Regions from separate parts of the Mus musculus genome. Here region 1 is linked to region 2. Evidence: chromatin contacts called from public Hi-C data. All regions are on one chromosome and are shown on one strand. The core of a region is the stretch at or near the end of the contact, and the rest is flanking DNA. Distances in the headings are between cores, read along the strand shown.

What was found. A called contact is a pair of places that touch in the nucleus more often than the background predicts.
Region 1: a contact with region 2 is called in a Hi-C map of the HPC-7 cell line, with 2.3 times the contacts expected there. The contact joins two enhancer-like sites. A contact is called at or near these places in 2 of 39 promoter capture datasets (the C10 cell line and neutrophils), 1 of 15 datasets of contacts at CTCF or cohesin (large pre-B cells), 6 of 484 Hi-C or Micro-C datasets (the HPC-7 cell line, bone marrow-derived macrophages, embryonic stem cells and 2 more), 5 of 115 datasets of contacts at active chromatin or transcription factors (bone marrow-derived macrophages, embryonic basal ganglia, fibro-adipogenic progenitors and 2 more) and 1 of 9 other capture datasets (embryonic stem cells).

What each region holds. Positions count from the first base shown.
Region 1 is chr5:148,786,414-148,793,474 of GRCm38.p6, forward strand. No RefSeq gene overlaps it. Among named protein-coding and RNA genes, the nearest start is that of 4930505K14Rik, 12 kb to the left of the region's middle. Within about 2 kb of position 3,033, at least 76 of the 459 cell types and tissues checked have an H3K27ac peak or open chromatin away from gene starts, as enhancers often do.
Region 2 is chr5:148,573,328-148,580,826 of GRCm38.p6, forward strand. Gm35735 (a long non-coding RNA gene) reads left to right here. Exons shown (of 7, transcript XR_001785050.1): 2 at 1,215-1,316; 3 at 1,730-1,940; 4 at 2,935-3,080; 5 at 3,728-3,812; 6 at 4,071-4,403; 7 at 5,024-5,727. Among named protein-coding and RNA genes, the nearest start is that of Gm35735, 4.9 kb to the left of the region's middle. Within about 2 kb of position 4,029, at least 8 of the 459 cell types and tissues checked have an H3K27ac peak or open chromatin away from gene starts, as enhancers often do.

The DNA.
Region 1 (7,061 bases), core at 1,783-4,282, 210 kb after region 2:
ATGCTCGCTGTCCACTTGCCTGCCCACCTCCACTGCATCCCCAGCCCCCACCCACCCCAAGATAAACCAATAAGCATACATAAGAACTCAGAAGGCTGTTCACAGGCTATACACAAGCGCTAGGATACACTCTTTTATACAAAGAACTCAAGCATACGATTTTGTCTCTGCACACATCTTGTATCCAAGGCCCCTCAACGTGACCCTATTACCAATGGTGTCTTGCAGAATTCTTGGTTGGTGCTGGTCTCAATTCTACCAATATCCATCTGACTTCCTTTCTCCATCAGGTTTTAATCTTTTTATGGTCTAAAGATGCCTTGAAATTCCATTCCCACCCCAGCACAAAGCAGATGGTAAAAGAGTGATGAACACAGACATATAATCATAAGTAACACTCACTTGGGACTTCAAAAGCAGGGGACAGAATTATCGTATACAGTTTTCATCATGGTGACTGATGCCATTTGTGTGTAATTAGCCTTTACTTCCTACTCACAGTTTAATTATGAAACTGATATGCAAATTTATGCTAATAGTTTGCCTAAGCAAATGGGTCCACTGCATTTGTGGGAACACTTGAATGAATTTTAAACACACAGAATTGTAGTTTCATAGAATTCTGGGAAGGGTGGGCAGTGCCCCTGGAGCCACCACAGGTCCTAAGGCAGTGATTCTCAACCTGTGGGTCACAACCCTGTGGGGCTGGGGGCGTTGGATGTCCCATAGCAGATGTTTACATTACAATTCATAAAATAAGTTATTAAGTAGAAAAAAAATTTATGGTTGGGTGTTGGGGTACATTGTGTGAGAGTGTGTCTCTGTATATTCAATGGTTAAATTTGTACCCTGCGGAGAACTAAATGCTGACGGGATTCTGGTATTCTCATTTCTACAGCCCGTTACTAGGTTTTCTATTTTGTAAATATTAGTTCTTCTTCGACAGCCTAAAGCAGTCTAGAATTGCATCTGATTGGCTGAAGTGAAGATCTGACATCCAGTAGCTGAGCAGGAAATGGAGGGCAGTACGAGGGGGAGGGAGGAGGGAGAGGGAGAGGGGAAAGGGAGGGGAGGGGAGAGGGAGATTGAGAGAGTCAGCCAGCGGAGCAGAGCAGAGCTGACCACGTGGTGGGACATCGTGCCAGGATTAGTTTAGTTTAGTGGGGTTAGAGTAGTGGGGAGACTGTCCTAGCTGAAAGGCCTAAGCTTTAGAATATTAAAAAGCCTCTCTGTCATTATATCGCTGACAGTCTGAGATAGACCCACTATAGCTGGGGGGTCACCACGACATGAGGAATTGTACTAAGGGGTTGCAGCATTAGGAAGGTTGAAACCATTGTGAGTCTAAACCTTCAGGATTCACAGCAGAGCCTGGGAATGCTCCCGTGTTAAAGTTCTCAGAGCTGTAGCCTAAGCCAGAAAAAGACCACCATCTTTTAGGGCTCCAGAGAGACAGGAAGCTGTGGCTGGCATGCCACTGTTTGGGATGCTTCTACACCCACTTCTCCATGATCTTGTCAAAGCCATGTGGTCCCCTCTTAGATGACGGCTGCCATTGGCAAACACTGCCCAGTGACCACAGTGACATCTTACAACAGTTGCAGCTCTTATTTGTATTTATTTTTTTGAACACCGTGACACAGACACGAGGCCCAGAGTGGTGCTTTTGTAAGTCTCCTGTCCTTTCCCATAGAGCGCCACCATAGCCCAGCCTCTCTGTCCTCTTCCTGAACCAAGAAGCATCCGGCTAGAGGGGCAAGACTGGGGAAGGTGACGTAAGACAAGATGCAAAGCCTTCTGGGACAGGCAGGTGCGGCCCGAAGCACTTGAGTCTCATTTCCCTCCAAAGTTACTGTTTCATACTACACTTGTGTTAATCCATGGTACTTTGCCTCAGAGAGACCATGTGTCTGCATAGGGAACCCCAGCTTCGAACTGCGGGCTACACATGCATGCTCCGCGTGGGAAAGCAGAATGCTAGAATGGCTGAGGGTTCCCATGGACACTTCGTCAATGAAACCTCTCGGGCAGTGTAAGGCCACAAGCCCTACCACCACTATCAGAAACACTGTGTATCAACCCGGAAACACACCCTTTCCCACACACATGGAGCTAGCCCAACTCTCTTCAGACACACCATGGTTACCGTGTTTGCAACCCTCCCCTGCCTCTATTCAATTTTCACTGGGGCCACTGTGTATGGGCAAATCTCTGGACGACTCTGTTACGTCATCATCCATTGGGTGCCGGGACTCGAACGCAGAACCATGAGCACACGCTCAGCATGAGTTGCACACTCCACACTCTTCACTGCCGTCACCACAGTTCCCTTTAAATGGAAGAGCTAGCCTTCAGCGGAGGCCAGGTCCCCTCCCGTTAGCCTGCCCACCCCACAGCTCCTTCCTTGGCTGCTTTTCTGGGTCAAAGCTTAGGCGCTGATACAGAGCAAAGCAACCTCCAGAGAGACAAGGCTGGCAAGGTGCTGTGATGTGAGACTCCCTCCTCCGCAGCAGAGGACTGACCCATAACCGTAACCGGACTGCCTCTTCCTCCCAGCCAACTTCTCCAACCTGGCCTCCAATAGCAATCTAATCAACAATCCAAACTCAATTCCAGAAGTGTCAAACTAAGACCCCCCACACACAAGAATCAATTAACATAAGGCAAGGCAGGGCAACCCCCATGCCCCAGCTCTCCCTCCTGTCTCCTTAAAACTTCAACAAACCCCTCCTCCCCCACCTCCCCCCATCCCAGCCTGCAATAGTACCAAAAGCAGATTGTGAGCCGGGAACCCCTGACACTGAGGCTGGAAGCTGTAATTACCCAGTGTATAATTTGGTTGCTAAATGGATTGTTTACAAAGGTGTGCATGATGAAATCACAGGCCTGACAGAAATGAGGCGGGCTGGAAGGGAGGAAGGGAGGGAAGGAGGGAGGGAGGGAGGCAATCATTAATGTTCCCCCTCCCTCCAGGCTGCCACCTGCCAACTGTGGCTGCTACCACCACTAGCTCCCTGACCTCACTGAGTCACCAGGGCCTCGTGTTCCATGACGTGGGGAAATACCTGGCCTCGCTCCCTCCCTCAGGTTCCATCTGGTAATGATTCCCCGGGAAGGCAGGCTTACCTCAGCATAGCAAGCTGACAAATGGAGTTCAGTTGTTACAGGCCCCTAGGGTTAGCCCAGGAGGAAAATGAGCCCAGCGGAAGCCCTGGAAGACCCGTGGGCCAGAAGAGGAGATCGAGGTCCCAGGGCTAATTCCACCTTCCATGACTAGGGAGCTGCCCTGGAAATCGAGCTGCCTCATGCTCTTTCCTCTGTGGGAATAATAAAAAACAGGGCCCCACCAGAGTACCGAGCATAAAGGAATGGGAAGAGGGTCAGCCATCCTCAGTAGAGTCCCCAGGATGTCAGCTCAGACTTCCCGAGGTAAGAGACATGACTGCTCAAAAGCAAGATGACATTTGAGTCTGGAGAAGATGGCTCAGCGGTTAAGAGCACTGACTGCTCTTCCAGAAGAGCACCCACATGGTGGCTCACAGCCACTGTAATTCCAGTTCCAGGAGGTCTAAGGCCCTCCCCTGGCCTCCACAGGCATTGCATGCACACATACAGTGCATAGACATGTGTGTGCAGGCAAAGCACCCGTCTACATAAGATAAGAAGTTTTTTTTTTTTTCAAGGTAACATTTGCTAGGACCGAGGAATGGTGGCCCACATGGGAACCGGGGGAAAGATGTAGTTGCAAACTGAACAGTGAGCTAACTGCAAAAAGGTGGAGAGGTCAGATAGTATCAAAACCAAGCCAAATGTCATTTTAGAACAACGAAAAGAAATGATCATAATCTATATACACTTATATTAGGGGGCTATAAGGATAAAGAGCCAAGAAATCACAAATAAATGAACATGTCAGGCATCTTCATTAGGGTTTTGTTACTATGAAGAGAGAGAGACCATGACTTTTGTAAGGGACACCATTTGATTGAGGCTGGCTTACAGGTTCAGAGGTTCAGTACATTATCATCAAGGCAGGAACATGGCAGCATCCAGGCAGGCATGGTGCAGGCGGAGCTGAGAGTTCTACATCTTGTTCTAAGGACAAGCAGCAGACGACTCCCTTCCGGGCAGCTAGGAGGGGGATCTCCAAGTTCACCCCCACACAGTGACACACTTCCTCCAACGAGGCCACACCTCCTAATAGTGCCACTCCCTGGGCCAATGACCCACCACAGTAAATGACCGAGTGTGGTGGGGCTCGCCTTCAGTCCCAGCACTCTGGAGGCAGAGGCAGGGGTCTCCATGAGTTCAAGGCCAGCCTGAGCTATATATTGAGTTCCAGGCTATCTGGGGCTACATAGTGAGACCTTGTCTCAATGGGCAACCAAAAGGAAGAGGAAGAGGCAGCAGTGGCAGCAGCAGCGGCATCAAAGGAGGAGGAGGAGGAGGAGGAGGAAGAAGAAGAAGAAGAAGAAGAGGAGGAGGAGGAGGAAGAGGAAGAGGAAAAGGAGAAAAAAAAAAGCAAAGAACGTAACAAGAAATGGTCCTGCTTGCCCTAAGAAACGGGGAAACTAGACTTTCCTCTATTGCTTAAACACAGAAGCTGCTCTCAGGATTGCATCGAGCTATTCCAATACAGGAACATCTCCAAGTGTGTCACAAAGTAAGTCACCTACAATATTGCCAGACGACAGGAATGTCTCACTGTAACCTTCAAGGACCCACAGTTAAGTCCACCAGTGATCAGAATCAACGCAATGCACACGACTATAGTGAAGAAGGGAGGACTAGAACATCCTAAGGGAGCACTCTACACTCACGGAGAGAGATGTCTGGTCCTTGAAGAGCTTTTTGGTATCCTTGGGAACTCTAGCCAAGTGGTGCTGGTTTCTGTCTGACCCAGTCTTTCTGGGCCTTGCTAGCTAAGCACCAGGATAGCACAAATCAACCAAAGGCTGCTGTCTGGGCTGTTTTGAGAAACTTCCCTCTGCAGGAAATAGTCATGGTACTCACTCCGTGACAGGAGAATGGAATTCCTGGGCATTGGTGGGGACATGAATTGAATGGCCATGGGGCGAAACTGTACAATGGACCCACAGTCTATAGATCGTGCCATTCATGCAACACTGGCTGCCTTGAGGGATGGAGGGCATACTTTCTCATCTTGCAACAATGAGTACCAGGATGTCTCTGCCTCCGGGAGTCGAGATTGCTCTCGGTGGCTCTCACCACTCAGGCACCTGGGCAGCATCTGTCCAGGCTGAATGAGGTGGGGTCTGTCCTTCCAGACACCTCAACCTGCCTGCTGACTCTAAGCTTCCAGAAACTTCCAGCCTGCTCCTTGCTGGGATGAACAGCTCAAGTCCAGAGTCTTAGAGTAATTGTATTCGCCAGGCTTCTGAACTGCTGACACGGAGTAGGAAGGACCCAGTGTCCAGCTACCAAAGGAGCAAAGGACACTCAGAGGCTGCTCCCGGCCCCCAGCAGAGCCCCTGTTAAATGTTTGCTCTCCCTGGCCTTGATGTACCTCCATATAAACAACAGCTGGACTCGGGCAGCTTCTGTTTTGCAGGTGGAAGGAGTCGGCAAGATGGAAAAGAGGAAGCAACAGGCTAGTATACGCCAGGAAACACAGCACATAACACTCATAAGGGCCTGGGGTTCTGGCAGTCTGGCCTCTGCGTCTGTAGTCAGGACCGCAGCGTTGACTAGCACGGTTGTGACAATCTTCTGTGATGCTTTGGTGCTTCGGCATAAAGGCACCCATTAACCTGCCCATTAATACAAAAATTAGCATAAGTGAAGGAAGACATTGGACCAAGGACCTAGTCTGTGACGCTCACTCTGATGATTACAGAGGCTTGTACAGAGAAGTTAACAGGTTTCAGATGTCACTTGGCTTATAGTCATTGTTAGAGAAGATCCTCATTAACAAGGTGGATATGAATTCTCACTTAAAAGAAGAGAAATGGAGGCACAAAGAGGGTTTTCTGGTTCTGTGACTCAATCAAAACCTTGCAGGAAGAGCTAACACCTCTAAGGGTTGACTGGAGAGAAATTAATAAAGATGTTTCCAGAAGTTTACAGAGATAGACAGAGGCAAACCAACCCCTGGGTGTCCATGCAGGAAGCTGCTTCCTACTGAAACCTCAAGGGGCAGGTACAGAAGGCGATGCTAAAACCCAGAAAGGGTTCCTAGTAGAGCTGGGGGTGGGGTGCTCCTGGTGGGAGCTGGGGGCCCAAAGGGACCTGCTCTTACCATCAGGAGGAAAGGGGAACCAGAGGAATAAACAAACACTGCGACTCTTCCTCCACGTAGCTGAGGTGGAAACAAGATGTCAAGGGAAACAAAACCAGTTCTCCGTGCATGGAAGGAGAAAGCCAGAGAACAACCGTCAGGGGAGGAACGATTGGAGACTGCCCAATTTGTGTGGTGACACCTGCAGCTTGGGCAGGGAATCAGTGAAGGATGCAACTTTTTTTTTCAATGGACAAAGAAAACGGAGGGAGGAGCTGTTGACGAAGAGCACGCCCAAACTTGACTGCAGATCCAGCTGACCAGTTCCGGACAGCGCTTAAAGATGCAAATCAGCTACAGACCTAACCTCACTTCACCCAGCAAGCTGGGCAGAGGCAAATATCTGGGTCAAACAATAGCCTAGAAAATAAGTAGATAAGAATCTAAACAGGTCGTTTCTGCTGCAAGATCCTGACATTGCAAAGCTCCAACCCTAAAGCTTCAATCAACAAGGACTGAATACATGTTGAATGAATACATTCTTCATTCAAACCAAATCCAGAGCCTGATGCATTTTGCCTGCTCCTTGCCGCTACTTAGGGCGCCACCTCGTGCCCATTTGCCTGTACTACACCCTCCCGCTTAAACCTTCACTTGGAAAGGTTTGTTGATAGAGGAGAGAAAAATTGGCTTCCAAGACAGACATTTTTCTAAAGCGGCTGATTTATAAAGTGGATTTCACACATTATTTTTCTTGAACAAAACTCCAAACACATGACTTAAAAACAATTACTTAAGGCAGTGTACCTAGTGTTTGGATATT
Region 2 (7,499 bases), core at 2,779-5,278:
CTTCTGTGTAATACCTACAGGACTTCTTGAACTCAGCCCTTTGGAGGGAAAAACAAAAAACAAAAACCAAAACCAAAGGATGAATTAAGGTTTCCTTAGGGGGTAGCCAGATGGCTCAGCCCTTGCAAGGTGCTTGCCGCCAAACCTGACAACTGAAGTTCCATCCTGGGACCTCCATGGTAGGAGAGGCCCCACTCCTGCAAATGGTCCTCTTACTGATGCATGCATGCATGCTCTGTGCACACATATTCGCCACATAATAACCATGTGTAACAAACAATAATAATAATACAGAGAATTCCTCAGTGCCAACACAGCATGGACATGAATTTGTCTTTTAAAAGTTAGTCAAAGTAACAAGTGCAGAGGCTGGAGAGATGGCTCAGCAGCTAGGAGCACAGGATGCTCTTGCAGTGGACCTCGATTTGACTCCCAGTATGCACATGGTGGCTCATAGCCATCTGTAGCCCAGTTCTACAGGATCTGATGCCCTCTTCTGACTCTAAGGGCAACAGTTACATACATGGTGTGTGTGTGTACAGGCAAACACTTATACACACAAATAAATATAAAAACAGTTTAAATGTCAGAGTAAAGCTTAACATATTTTAGTTGAAAAGGCAGATATGTGGAATGAAGGGTATTTCCCAGTAGAAGCACATATCACCAATATCAATGCAACTATTCTGCCAGTTTTTAAATGAGCAAGTTATGTATTTTAAAAATATAGATGTTGTGACATGGCTTTCCAATGAAACAGTATTTAGCCATAGACTGATGTTTACAAAGTGTTTCAGTGCTCTCAAACAGCGAGCAGCAAAAAGGCCAGATGGTAAATTATAATTTACAAGTTAATTTGAACTCCAATATTTAAAATAAATTTTAAAATAACATAACGGTTGTGGTCACAGTGGGGTTAGGCCTCAGTTAGAATTTGTTTTTCTGGCTTTGTACCCTTTCACCTTTATTGAATGCAGAAGTAGGACTTTTGCATTTGTGATCATTTTAAAGGCTTGCTTATTTTTATTTTGTGTGTATGAGTGTTCGCTTACATGTATGTATATGCATCCCGTGTATGCACCATGGGATGCATGCCCCACCCACCACGTGCCATCTTTACATTACATTCTAGTGATGGAGGATTTTGTAACGTAGTCACAGTTCCAAATACTCTTGCTCTGGATTGCTGGAAGCACCATTCTTTTCTGCTACAGACACCCAGAAGCCTCTTGTGCCCTGTGATTGATCTCCTAAAATGCCCTCTTGCTCAAGCTTCAAGCAGTCAAGCCCACTGAGGCTTTAGAAAACCCCAAAAGGTAAGTTCAAAGAACTGGGTTGAGCTAAGCAGTCAGGATCGAGGTTTCCATTTTTAAATGCACCATCTACAACATCAGGCTAAACCCCTCAGTTTAGACAGAGATGGGGGCAGGCTTGTTTTTTGTCGTAATTCTCACAGCGCTTGGCTTAGGGTCTCAGCAAGGACCCCCTAAAGCATTGCAGGGTGTAGGCCACCAGCTGGACGTGCTCTTGGTTCCTGGGGCAGCGAAGCTAAACACATTCAATCTTGGATTGCAGGAAGGAGAATTCTTTTTGTGTTTGCACCTTCAGTTTGCTTTCAGTTTGTAGAAACTGTATCAGTCTTTCCTGAAGGAGAAACAGCTCCGAGACAAAAGGGCAACATTCTTTTAAAGGTCTGACAGAGACAAAGCAGGATTCTTTTTCTCCCTAGAGAACCGAATGGCAGCAGGAGAGGTCAGGAGCAGACAGGATCATGGCGATGTGTGGCACAAAAGATAAGTTTAAAGGGCACAGTCCTGCCTGTTCGATAAGAAGATTTTATTTTTAGTTTTCTGTTCTCCGGGTGGGGGAAAATGTGTGTCTCTAGCTTAATTGCATCTTTTTTTCCACCTTAATGGTCTTGACAAACATCAACTTGGAGGGTATGTGCTTGACTACCCAAGTCTAAGTAACTCTTCCTGCTGGAGTCTGCTCATGCTGCTTCCATTGAGGTGTGGAATCCTGCGGGAGGGGGCGTGGCTTGCTGATGTTGCTTAAAATACTTATTCATTTATTTTCATCTTATGCCTGTGAGTGATTGTTTGCATGTATGCATGCCTGGTGCCTCCGGAGGTCAGAAGAGGATGCCGAATCTCTTGGAACTGAAGTTACAGACAGTGCTGAGTCACTAAATAGGTGCTTGGACTGGAACCCATGTCCCCTACAAGAGCAGACAGTGCTCTTCATCATAGAACCATTTCTCCAGCCCCGGCTTAGGTTGTTTTATAGGATGCTCTATAATAATCAGAGCCATTCAGGCTGTGATTAGGCATTCTGGCTGTACTCTGTTTGATCTTGGTGTCGCTGACCCACCAGTTCATCCCCCTCCTCCTCCCCCATACCTTCAGTTCCATTCCATTAGAATATTTTTATCTCTGCCCATCAATCACAACTCCTCCAAAACACAAATGCAACGAGAGAGCTCTCCTCTTGATTGTTTTTATTCTTTTAATTAAAATTAAGCCCAGAGACCAACGCTTAGATTAGCAAATGCCCATTTTAAGCAAACCTGATGGATGAAATTCCAGCATGGCCAATCCTGTGCATTAGGAAGTAATTATTGGCTTTGCAAGAGAATCCTTCACTTTGCAGAGGAGCAGTGAGAGGATTTGCTGGAAAGCTCAGATCGCATTTAAAATAATTGGGCTTGCCTGCATTTGTCTGAAGGCCTCCTATTGAGTAAGCAGGCAGACCCCTGCAAATGGCCAGAATGCCCAAAGACGCTAACCACCTGCTAAAGAATATCAGCTGGCGTAACGACTGTAGAGATCAACTGGTCAGTGGCAGTGTCGTTAACGATGAAGACAAAAAGATATTTCCTGTACTGCATGTACTGTGTTGGATGCAGGTTTATTGAATGCAGTATGTTGGTTGCAGGTATATGGCATGTACTATGTTGGCTGCAGATGTCTTGGTTTCAGGTATGTTGCATATGTGTGTTGACTGCAGGCATGTTGCATGTACTGTGCCGGCTGCAGCCGGGTGGTGCTGTGGCTGTGTTACTCGTAGCATCTTCACTTCAGGTGAGCAGAATAGTTTGTCAGCAATGAAGACCCATTTGACACCGGAAGCTAAATCCAAGTTGCTGAGACCAGCTGGCCTCCCCAGCCCACAAAGGAGAATGAGTTCTGACCCAGAGCCCTGCGGTAGATGAGGCTGTGGAACAGGCCCAGCAGAACCTAAATGCTGAACATTTTCAAATAATTCATAGATCTTCCAAATGGAGTGGCAAGTTTGGAAAGGCCAGCAACTTGCATCTCTAATATTATAACATATTATTATGTTATTTTTTTATAACATAGTATTTTTTTGTTTTGTTTTAAAAATAAGAATAAATGACCATTTTCTGTGCCGGTATTCTGGGCACTTTCTGTCTTACTTAACATAAAACCTTGATTTGATGAGCCCAACAAGTTAAACCATGTTTGAAAGCATGCCTTTATTTAAGCCTAAGCTTACTCTTTTTAACTGGATTTTTCTTCCTAATGGCAAGAATTTTACATTAGCAAAGGGAAAATTATTTGAACTCATGGGTAATTAAATATTGACTTTAGTGTATCTAAATTACTGCTCATCTTACAAAAAGATTAGAATGAGCCATTATTATGCATAATATGGCTTAGAAGGAAGATTAAAATCTCATTTCTTCTTCATTTTTCCTGTCTCACAGAGTCTTAGTGGCCTTGTCTCGCCTCCTGTCCCTTTTTGACATATCCCAAAGGACAGTGTATAAAACACTCCAGGCTCTTTCCCAGGTGGGTGTCCTGAGAGTTAAGGGTCATTATGCTGCCACCTGAGTAGCTTTCTTACTCCTAGAAAAAAGTAAGAGGGCCCACACCAGAGTTCCTCTTGCAAAATCACCAAACACCCGTGGCCAGATCCAATTTCCACCTACACAGTTTCTTAGAGCCACTCTGAAATTGGTGATTGGCCTGGCTCACACCGCCCTTAGGCTTGGTTCAACACCTTTACCTACCTGCCCAGGTCCTTACTAACCTAGGATCTATTTTTAGCTGTGTAGGTCATCGACCTCAAGGTCTACAGTACAACACGACGTCATTGCTAATAGCTTCAGCTGTCATCGCTCTGTGGTTGGCTCATCTGCCACGCCTCTGTCTTCCACGAGCCTGCCTGTAGCACTCATAGCAGAAGATGTCTTGTCCTCTTGCACAATGCCTAGAAGAGAGATGACACCAAAGGATGTGCTTGCTGACCCTCGGCCCCATCCCAAACCTGGGCGCATGGTCCTCTTCAAACAGGAGGAGTTCTAATCTGTTGTACTCAGGAATCAGGGGCCGAAGGCAAAAACACAAGGTTACTTACTAAGGGGCGTTTGAAGGTTTAAGGTTGGTAAGATAATTTTTAAAATTAAAACATAATTACATTTTCCCCCCATCTCCCTTTCTTCTCTAGTCCTTCCTATTTATATCTCCTTCAAACTCATGGCCTCTCTTTCTTCAATATATATATATATATATATATACATGTATATATATCACCTATATGTTATATATAAATGCATAAAGTATCTAAACAGAACTCGCAGGATCTGTTTAGCATTGCTTGTGTGTAGACAATGACAGGGCTGACCATTTGGCATTGGATAACCAACTCAGAGACTCATCCTTGGGGAAGACTATTTCTCCTGTTCTCAGCTTTCTTTACTGGCCATCAGCTCTTTGCCTAGGGTTGGACCCTGTGAGATTTCCCCCTAACAGACATTTCTGATAGTAAAATAAGAGGGGGAAAATAACTTAAGATAAACATACACCCATATATGTATATGTATGTATTACATATGGGTAAATTTGGATATGAGAGAGGTTATTATAAATGTAAATATGAACATGATATATACATGTATGTGTCATATATGCATACCTATATTACACATATGTATACAATAATACACACACAGTGGGTAACAATTTATTTTGATGATTTTTTAAAATGTATTTTCTCCCAGGATCGGTCTTTGTGGATGTAGAGAGCAACAGGATGAAAGAGAGGCTGATGAAGCAAGGAGCATTGAAAGAAGAATGCAAGGTTTAAGGGAGTTGGGATGGTCGCCACTGCTTGCTTCCCTGGTTTCCAAGGCCAGCAGGCGTTTCAGGGCACTGGTATATTAAGGAAGTTGGTTTATAATTACATGTCTTTCACAAGCTGCTGCCTTGGGGTCTGGGACACGAGCTCAAATTACTGTTTCTACTGGAAGCGATTCTCGATGCTCGTGGAGGCTAAGAAAAAATGTTTATTCAGTCTGTGTCAGAGGACCTGGGCTATAGCCATTCTTCACCCCCACCCACCAACCCACCTCCCTATATCCTCTGCACGTGCTCCATAGTGTCTGCTGGCCACTGTGAGTTCAGACGCCAGGGAAAAGCCATTCACATAAGGCAAACGCCGGTCATTTTACTAAGTATTACTAAGTTTGGTTTTATGAATTTGAAGTAAGAAACACTATATTGTGCTAACCAGTAGTAGCGCATGACTCTTAAGCAGAAGGCTCCAGGGGTCCCATTTTCTTGGGAGGATTGGCCTCAGGGGAGTGATGCTGTTGTCAAGAGTGGTTTTTTTAACCTACGTTTGATAAGCCCACCTGTAACGGTTGAGGGCGGGCTGATGAGGACGCTGGGACACTAAGGCTTTCTTGCCCATGTGTTGGACATGGGTTTTTTGTTTTTTTTTCAAGCAGTGTCTAAAAGTAATATATTTGTGGGAGCTTGGAGGCTTCCCGGATGTAGCTTCCATACTTCCTCATTTCTTTGCCCGTTCAGTTATTAGTATTTTTTTTTTTTTTTTTTTTTTTTTTACAAAATAACTGGGCTTGGGCTGGAGTGATGGCTCAGTGTTTAAGAACACTGGCTGTTCTTCCAGAGGACCTGGGTTCAATTCCCACTACCCACGTGGCAGCTCACAACTGTCTCTAACTCCCATCCCAGGGGATCCAGTGCCCTCTTCTGGCCTCTTTAGGCACTGCATGCATGCATATACTGCACAGACAGGCATGCAGGCAAACACTAAAACACATAAAACAAAAATAAAAAAAGTAAGTAGCAAATCAATAGGGTTCAATATGACATTTTCATGCGTGTATAGTGTGTGCTTTGATCATGTTTTACTCTCAATTGTACTCTCCTTCCTTCTGTTTTTATTACACACACACACACACACACACACACACACACACAGGAGCACACACTCGCACGCACGCGCACACACATACTTGCATAGATACGTGCATGTGCGCACACACACATACACTCAGATACTTGCATACAAACGTGCATGCACACACATACACGTGTGTGTGCATGCATACTTGCATACACACATGTGCATGTGCATATGCACACTTGCATACACATATGTGTACACACACCCATGTGCATACACAGAGAGACAGAGATTCAGCATATGAAAGAAAACTCATGCCATGCATTTCATCTTTCTGAGCTCCATGCATCCTCTTTCTGAGTTCCCTGTATCCCATTTGAAACATCATTGGTAAGCAGTGTAAGGAGAAAGTTGAGATGGATATCTGGAAACCCTAACAGAATCTGACATGCTCTGTATGTAAACTTGACGCTGCCTGACAGTCTGCCGAACTCTATTTCTTGTACCAAATGTTGAGAAGCTTGCTTGCCTGACAATCCCTGCCGTAATTGCCTGCCAGGTGTCCTGGTTAGTCATGCTGTGAGCATACTCATTGGAGCCCCCCCCCCATTTATAGTAATATCATTGTTCTTATCACCTAGCCAGTCGGCTGTCAGATCCCAAGGGGATATAGGACAAATAACCCTGGACCCAAGAACCGAAGCTCAATGATCACAGTATGCCCTGCATTTACATAACTCAGGTTCAAAAGTACACAAAGAAGCAAGCAACCAAATGGCTACATAAATAAATAGCAGTGCGCAGGGGGCATTAGAGGGTACCAGCACAGAGACTACAAGAGCGTCAGAAGGCAGGGATCTATGGGAGGAAGACTTCTAATAAATGGTTCAGAAGATAAAAAATCTCAATTTATGAAAGTGCTTCCGTCTGGTTATCTGTACATTTTTTTTTAAAGCTTAGTCAAGATGACATTTGGTTCTAACTAATCAGCTACTAACAGTGGATCCATCAAGAAAGACATGTTTCCTTCCTTGTTCTGTGATACTGAGCTAGAGTATGCCAGAGTCAAGAGAGCTCCCAACATCCCCACCCCCTCACCTCATATATAATTGTAGCCTCCCTCAGCCTTGAAGCAGGCTGATCCAGACTTTGACCTTGCTGCCACTAAGAAGGAGATTACCTAGGGTAGAGCCTTCTGACCTTGACGGCTCTATTTGCTCTTCTCCATGACTCGGCTTCCTGCTGAAAGGTCCTGGAGATGCATCGGAGACACACCCTGTAGATCGCCTATGGGCTAGCTCCAGGCACCAAGAATGGGCCGGTGT